2 separate regions of the Mus musculus genome follow, and region 1 is linked to region 2. A link is a contact called in public Hi-C data. All regions are on one chromosome and are shown on one strand. The core of a region is the stretch at or near the end of the contact, and the rest is flanking DNA. Distances in the headings are between cores, read along the strand shown.

Region 1 (3,284 bases), core at 274-2,773, 98 kb after region 2:
CGCTCGTAGAGGTGGGGCAGAGAGTTGTTGCCAGGAGAGTTTTTGGAATCATTGGCCTCCTACTGGGGATGGCCAGATGCCATTAAAGATACAAGTTCTCTCATTCCGTTATGTCATTGGGTGACTTACACTGACATGGTCCTGACTTGGCTTAAGGGGGAGAGTGTACCGGACACAAAAATCTTCAGTCTAGGTGAGAGGTAACTTTTTAGGATAAATTAGTATCTATTATGACTTTCAGTTAATTGTGAACCTTACTGACCCATACATTTCCAAAATCCAGCATTGGGTCCTCCAAAACTTAGGCTCATATCCCTAGCATAGTAAATTCAGATGTCAAATGGCATCTGGGAAATCTCTGAGCACACAGGCTGCCAGCCTTCTGTATTCAGTATCTCCCAGCATCCTAGACCCACACTTAACCGAGCAGTCTCATGGTATTACAGCTAAAAAAGACGCCTCATCCAAAACACTCCATTTTCTAGACAAGAAGCCTGTTGGTTCACAGAGGCAGGGGACTTGGTCAAAACCAACGGTGGAAATCTGGGCTGTGCTTTGGTCAGTGCTTGTTCCAGACAATCCCAAGGTTTTATCTGGAGTAGACTGGTTCAGGTTGTACATCCTTGAAGTGCCTCTGGATCTGTCAGTCCAGGTTACCTGACAATAAAACAGAAAAGATTCAAGAAAAGGAGAACCCAAGCCAGTGTACGTACACACACACAAGAGGAGGTTGTTAATTGATAGGATGTATGTATGTATGTATGTATGTATGTATGTATGTATGTATGTATGTATTTTTGAGTCACTGGAGAGTGTGGTTAGAAAGGGAACTGTCCAGTTGATCAGACAAACTCCTCTAGCACCGCCTCTGCTACCAGCAATTGAATAGAAATGGGGAGGGGGAGGTCCTTGTACATAAACAGTCTGGACTGTTTTTGGAGGAGACAGATGACAGGGGCCCAGTTGTCACTGACTCTGACTATTGAGTACAGAAACCACACCTTGTTATCTCTGAGTCCTCTCACATAGCAAGGTGAACCTGGAGTCCAAGCTGTGGGTTTAGGAGAGGGTTTTTAATTCCAGGGAGCAGTGTGGAAGGGGAGGGAGCTGTTTTTAACGCAGCAAGAACTGCTGGGACTCCTGGGTTCTCTCATCCTAGCTTGGGTGCAAAGGAAGGGGCTACCTCATTCATCACCTGTCTATTTCCTCCACTTACTCCCCTAACCACTGCTAGTGTCTTTAATTCCTGGCATCTTTTGCTAGGGAGGAAGGGGCTGAGAAAGACTGTCATTTCCAGCTGTCACCCTGACAGTCCCCTCCAGTTCCTTCATCTTTTCTTCCTGTGTCCTAAGTCCCCCCCCCCCCCCCCCCGCCCCATCATCTTTTCTTTCGCCACCCCCACCCCCCACAATGGTCTCTCCCGCTGCTCACTGGCGCGGGGGAGGGAGGGTCGGAGGCGGGGCCGGAGCGCGTGCGGGGGGCAGGTCTGCAGTGCCGCTTCCCCTGGTACCGGGAGGAGCAGTCGCCGCTGCCGCCTCAGCCCTGTGGCTGGACCCCCTCCCTCACCCGGGGACTCCCTGACCCGGGGAACCAAGCTCAGGTGAGACCCCTCTCCTCTCACCTCTACCCCGCCCCGGGCAGAAGCATCCTCGTCTAGCCTTGCAGCCATTTTATCTCTGATGCTTTGCTTATGGGGAGGGTGACTGTCCCCGCTGTAGGGGTGAGGGTGGTGGTGGGGGTGATGGTGGTTTGGGGAATGGGCCATTTATTTCAATTGCTTTGAGAATATACTTGAATAAATAAATATATATGTGCAATACACATATATGTATTTGTATGTATATACACACATACATACATATGCGAGGATTTTTTTTCTACCTTAGCTTAAAGTCCCCATTACATAAACCTGGTGAGGGGCTGTTAGGTAAGCTGAGGTTCCCTCAAACTCCATCCTCTCCTCACCTTGATGTACGTCCCTCCCCAACCCCCCTCTCCCCCCCCCCCACCCATGGTAAATGACCTTGGCTGGGGCCATAGAATGAGTACAGCCGCTCTTGCCTGGACTTGGGTGGGTTAGGGGGTAGAGGAATCGGCTTGGTGAAGGATAGAAGGAATGAAACACTGGGCAGACAGACATGGGAAGCAACCAGGTGTTGGGGCTTGGCACTAGAGGCGCTTACTGAGGGGGTCAGGAGAGGGGCGCAGAAGGATGGTGGGAACCTGTCCAGCAGCAGGACCAGGGGTGGGAGCAGCCATGTAATCAGTTCCAGGGCCTCATGCCTGGTACCAGAGCTGAGGCTAGGTGGGGGTTGGGGGTCTCCGCAATCCTGGCAGAGGCGGTCCCTAAGCCTATGCATGTGAAACATTTTCTCTACATCCCTGGCCTCTCCGTGAGCATTTCTCCGTGAGCATTTCTCCGTGTACATTCTCAGCTGACACCTCCCCACCCCCCCAAACTGGATGCTCCCATCTTCCAAACCCAGGGGTAGATTGTAGGGGTGAGGCTCAGTCTTGTCAGTCTTGCGGAGGGGTAAGAGGGTCAGTTATCAAGCTGTGATGTGGGGGTGGGGGGCACTCTGGAATCTTCTCTGCCCCTTGTCCTTTTCAGTGGGAATCTTCTGATCAATGACTGCTTCTTCATGACCTTGTCACTTCTTAATGACCTGGCATGGGATGGGATGGAAACCTGGGTGGCCTCCAAAGCAGGGGCTTTGATTAGGGGGCCCGTCTGGACCTGAGCAGTTTACTTGAAAGGTTTGCTTACGAAGCCCTTTCCACATGCCCTTTCCACCTTCTGCAGAAAATTATGGACATGTTTCTTCCGGTCAGGTGAAGCCAGTCAGCCTTAAAGGACTTGGTAAATCCCAGTCTGGTCTCCTTTAACTCCACCTCTCCCAGTGCTGTCTCTCTTCCTCAGGCTCAGCCACTCTTGTGCTGCTCTGCAGGCTAAATATAGCACGACTTCCTCACCAGCTCAAAGAATTTGTCTTCTTTCTCTCCCTCCTGGGCTTGGTGGCCCTGGGGGGGCACTGGCTGTTGAGCCACTGTGTGCTGTTGTGGCTGGGGAGCCTTTCCTACCCCCACAGCTGAGGGGAAACAATGTCAACAGGCATGGGAAACAGCTCCTGGTGGGTCCAAATCTTCCTTCAGGGTTTGAAGAGGGATCATGGTTGGGAAAGAGAGCCGAGGTACACAAATTGCCTTGGCGCTGGGGATGCTATTCCCTGAACCATGAAGAAAAGGTGACATCGAGGCCACTGTTCCTGGTCACTGTTGTCCAC
Region 2 (3,592 bases), core at 682-3,181:
CAGGGATACATAGTGAGATCATCCTGTCTCAAAACACAACAACAACAACAACAACAACAACAACAACAACAACAACATCCCAAACAAACCAACCCAAAAAGCCCCAAACAAATCACAAAACAACAACAACCTCCTCCCACAAAACAATAACAAAAGCTTCCCTTTAAATTGTGTATGTATGTGTGCATGCACCCGCAAGTACCCACAGAGGCCAGAAGATGGTGCTGGATCCCCCTACAGCTAAAGCTACAGGCAGTTGTGACCTGCTTGAGGTGGGTTCTGGGAAAGAAACTCAGATGCTCTGGAATTATAGCATGTACTCCTAACCTCTGAGACACTTCTCCAGCCCTTCTTATTAAAAGCATTGTACTGACTAGTTTTGTGTCAACTTGACACAGCTGGAGTTACCACAGAGAAAGGAGCTTCAGTTGGGGAAATGCCTCCATGAGATCCAACTGTAAGGCATTTTCTCAATTAGTGATCAAGGGGGAGGTCCCCTTGTGGGTGGTGCCATCTCTGGACTGGCAGTCTTGGGTTCTATAAGAGAGCAGGCTGAGCAAGCCAGGAGAGGCAAGCCAGTAAAGAACATCCCTCCATGGCCTCTGCATCAGCTCCTGCTTCCTGACCTGCTTGAGTTCCAGTCCTGACTTCCTTTGGTGATGAACAGCAGCATGGAAGTATAAGCCGAATAAACCCTTTCCTCCCCAACTTGCTTCTTGGTCATGATGTTTGTGCAGGAATAGAGACCCTGAATAAGACAAGCATAAACGCTATATTTGATTTTGAGACATCAGAAGGCCAGGCAACAAGAGTGCCTGCTGTTATCGCTATTGGCCAGCAGTTCTGTGGAGGCTGCTCGAAGGAGACAAAGCAGAGACCATTTCAGTCACAGGAAGAGAAGGGTGTTATTACAACTGTCAGCTATGGATGTCAATGACTGTCCCATTTTTTTATAGTTAGCAATTTTTCTGCATTTTAATCTTTCATATCTCCATGATGATGATGATGATAAAACCAACAGTATGTTGAGGCCAGAATCTTCATGGTAAGGTATCCTGTGTTGAAACAGAGATTCATGGGGGCTTGAGAGCTAGCTCAGCAGTCAAGAGCACTGACTCATCTAGAGGACCTGGTTTGGTTCCTAGCATTCACATGGTGGCAATCAACCACCTCTAATTCCAGGTCCCCTCCCCTGACACCCTGCTCAGGCCTCTCTAGGTACCAAGCAATGTGAGGCACACATGTCCTTGCAGACAAAAACACTCTTCCATGTGCTCAAAAAAAAAAAAAATCTAAAAGCAAAAAAACAAAAACAAAAAAAGATGTAACCTACAGGAGGAGGCTCACAGAGACATGTGCTGATGAGCACTCTCAAGATGGGGTGTCAAACTGTTTTTTTCTCTTTTCTAAAGACTGATAGTTCAATGCTAGAGGACACTAAGTGTTCCAAATGTCCTTACTTTGCTGGGGTATCCATGACCCCCATCCTGTACTCGCCCTCTGCCCCTTAGTCGGATTCAAGTGCTTACTGTCTTCTTACACTTAGCTTATGTTGTTCATCAGAAAGTCTTTAAGTACTAGATGGCTATTAAGAGGGTGATGTATGAAGAAAGCTGCTTAAATTAATCATGCAATGAATTTCAGTGCTGCAAAGTGCGCTGACATCTTAAAAATCCATTATTAATTATAAAATTAAAAACTGCAACATCCAAAGTATGTTATTTTGGATAAACCAAGGCCTGCTAATATATTTATACTTTACCAGCACAACAACGCAAAAAGCAACTAAAAACTCAAGCACTTCTATTTTAGCGCTGGAAGAGAGATTTCTAGATTATTCTGCCAGAGTCTTATCTGCCAACCACCAGAGAGGAATGAGCTTGCTTCAAATGGGTTTGCAGAAATGACTTCCTTTTTAAAAGTAGCTCTGTCAGCTGGGAGCAACAGCAGAAAAAGGACAAACTTGCTGAATGAGGCTGTGCTGGAGTTGGCCAGAGGGCCCGTCACGGCTCTGTCATTGGCATTCCTGCTGCAGCCAGAGAAGCCTAAGCAAGCGGAAAATCTATAGTACTTTCATCTACATCTAGCTGAAAGTGCTTACGGGAGCGATTTTAAGTTCTGAGAGCGATAGGGTGCTGGTTCCGACCTCGGGAGAACACAATGGGTCCTGGGTCCTTTGTTTTTTGCACATTCTCTGGTGAGCGCTGTTGTCCTGGCCTAAGCTATGAATTGGTTACAGTGCCTTTTCGCTGTAGCCACACCCTTGTTAGGGCCATTCTATATGGATGCCTTTACAACAAACTAAAAGTGCTAAGCAAGGCACTGGAGGGAGGGCTCAGCTGTTAAACTTAAAACTTTGCTGCTCTCACAGAGGGCCCAGGTTTGGGTCTCCACCCACATAGCTGCTCACAACCATCTACGTCAGTACCAAGCGATCCAATGCCTTCTCCTGGGCTCCATGAGCACCGGGCACACATGTTATGCACATACATACAGGCAGACAAAATACTCAAAAAACCAAAGCATTAAATAAAAGTGCTAAACAAAAGAGAATTATTAGAGGTACCTAGATATGTGCTTTAATTTTAATTTGGGCTTGAATTTTGACTTTTATGTTTATTGTTATATACCTTCACACAATATTTTCCTCTTCCTCCCTTTTCTCTTTCCCTCCCTCCTTCCCTCCCTCCCTCCCTTCTTTTCTTTCATAGGGTCTCACTATTTTTCTTGGGCCACCCTCAAATTCACAATCACCCTGTTCCCGCCTCCTCAGGTATGGTTACAGTCATGCACTACCCACCATATCTGATGTTACGCGAATTTCTTGAACCCATCCGACCCTCAGTTCTGTTCAGTACAATACTGAATAATGCTGATCTTGTGAGGGTCACCGTGACAAGCAAAAGGTGACACCTAAAAGCAGTTAGACTCATGCTAACTCTGGGTTTTAATGACAGAGGTTAGCAGAGACCAAAAATATTCTGTCTCTTACTCTAATTACATACCACTAACAGTATCTTTGAAGCATAGGGAAACTTCAATAATCGTGGATGTCACTGAAGATCAGGGTTAAGATTCTGGGCTGGAGAAATAACTCCGTGGTTAAGAGCACTGGCTGCTCTTGCAGAAATCCTGGGTTCAGTTTTGGGTACTCACATGTCAACTTAAAACCAACTGTAACTCCAGTTTCAGGGGATTTAATCCCCTTTTCTGGACTCCTTGCTGCACCACACATACAGCATGTGATGTACAGACACACATGCAGGCAAGACACCCATACATAAAAAGACTTCTTCTGGAGCCACCAGCGGCCGCGGGTTCCTGGGTTCCTGAACGGAAAGCTCGGGCTGTGTGGGTAGACAGCAAGAGAAGAATGAGACCAAGACAAAGTTTCTGATTAACGACCAATGTTTACTATGAGCCTGAGCTTATAAAGGGGTGGGAACCCATCCCCCACTTTGCCAGGATCTCATCAGGAAAACAAGTTCAGCCTCTCAGCAGGTAGTGGAGTCTTGGAGGAAGCAGCAGATGTGGCAGGACAATGGACTTTACCCTGATAGGAAGATTCCACCCTAGGTGGGCTAGCGGCTGT

The links. Hi-C and Micro-C count contacts between places; a contact is called where the count stands out from the background.
Region 1: a contact with region 2 is called in a Hi-C map of bone marrow-derived macrophages, with 63 read pairs. The contact joins the promoter of Sv2a here to the enhancer-like site in region 2. A contact is called at or near these places in 14 of 39 promoter capture datasets (the C10 cell line, the HPC-7 cell line, the SN4741 cell line and 10 more), 3 of 15 datasets of contacts at CTCF or cohesin (CD8 T cells, the NIH/3T3 cell line and large pre-B cells), 4 of 484 Hi-C or Micro-C datasets (B cells, bone marrow-derived macrophages, embryonic stem cells and 1 more), 37 of 115 datasets of contacts at active chromatin or transcription factors (the 230-238 cell line, CD8 T cells, DN3 thymocytes and 22 more) and 5 of 9 other capture datasets (adipose tissue, bone marrow-derived macrophages, embryonic stem cells and 2 more).

What each region holds. Positions count from the first base shown.
Region 1 is chr3:96,179,704-96,182,987 of GRCm38.p6, forward strand. Sv2a (synaptic vesicle glycoprotein 2 a) reads left to right here and starts at 1,524. Exons shown (of 13, transcript NM_022030.3): 1 at 1,524-1,600.
Region 2 is chr3:96,080,985-96,084,576 of GRCm38.p6, forward strand. No RefSeq gene overlaps it. Among named protein-coding and RNA genes, the nearest start is that of Gm30044, 22 kb to the right of the region's middle. Within about 2 kb of position 1,932, at least 17 of the 459 cell types and tissues checked have an H3K27ac peak or open chromatin away from gene starts, as enhancers often do. A contact at or near this core is called in the HPC-7 cell line, bone marrow-derived macrophages, embryonic stem cells and 1 more, where this site is marked.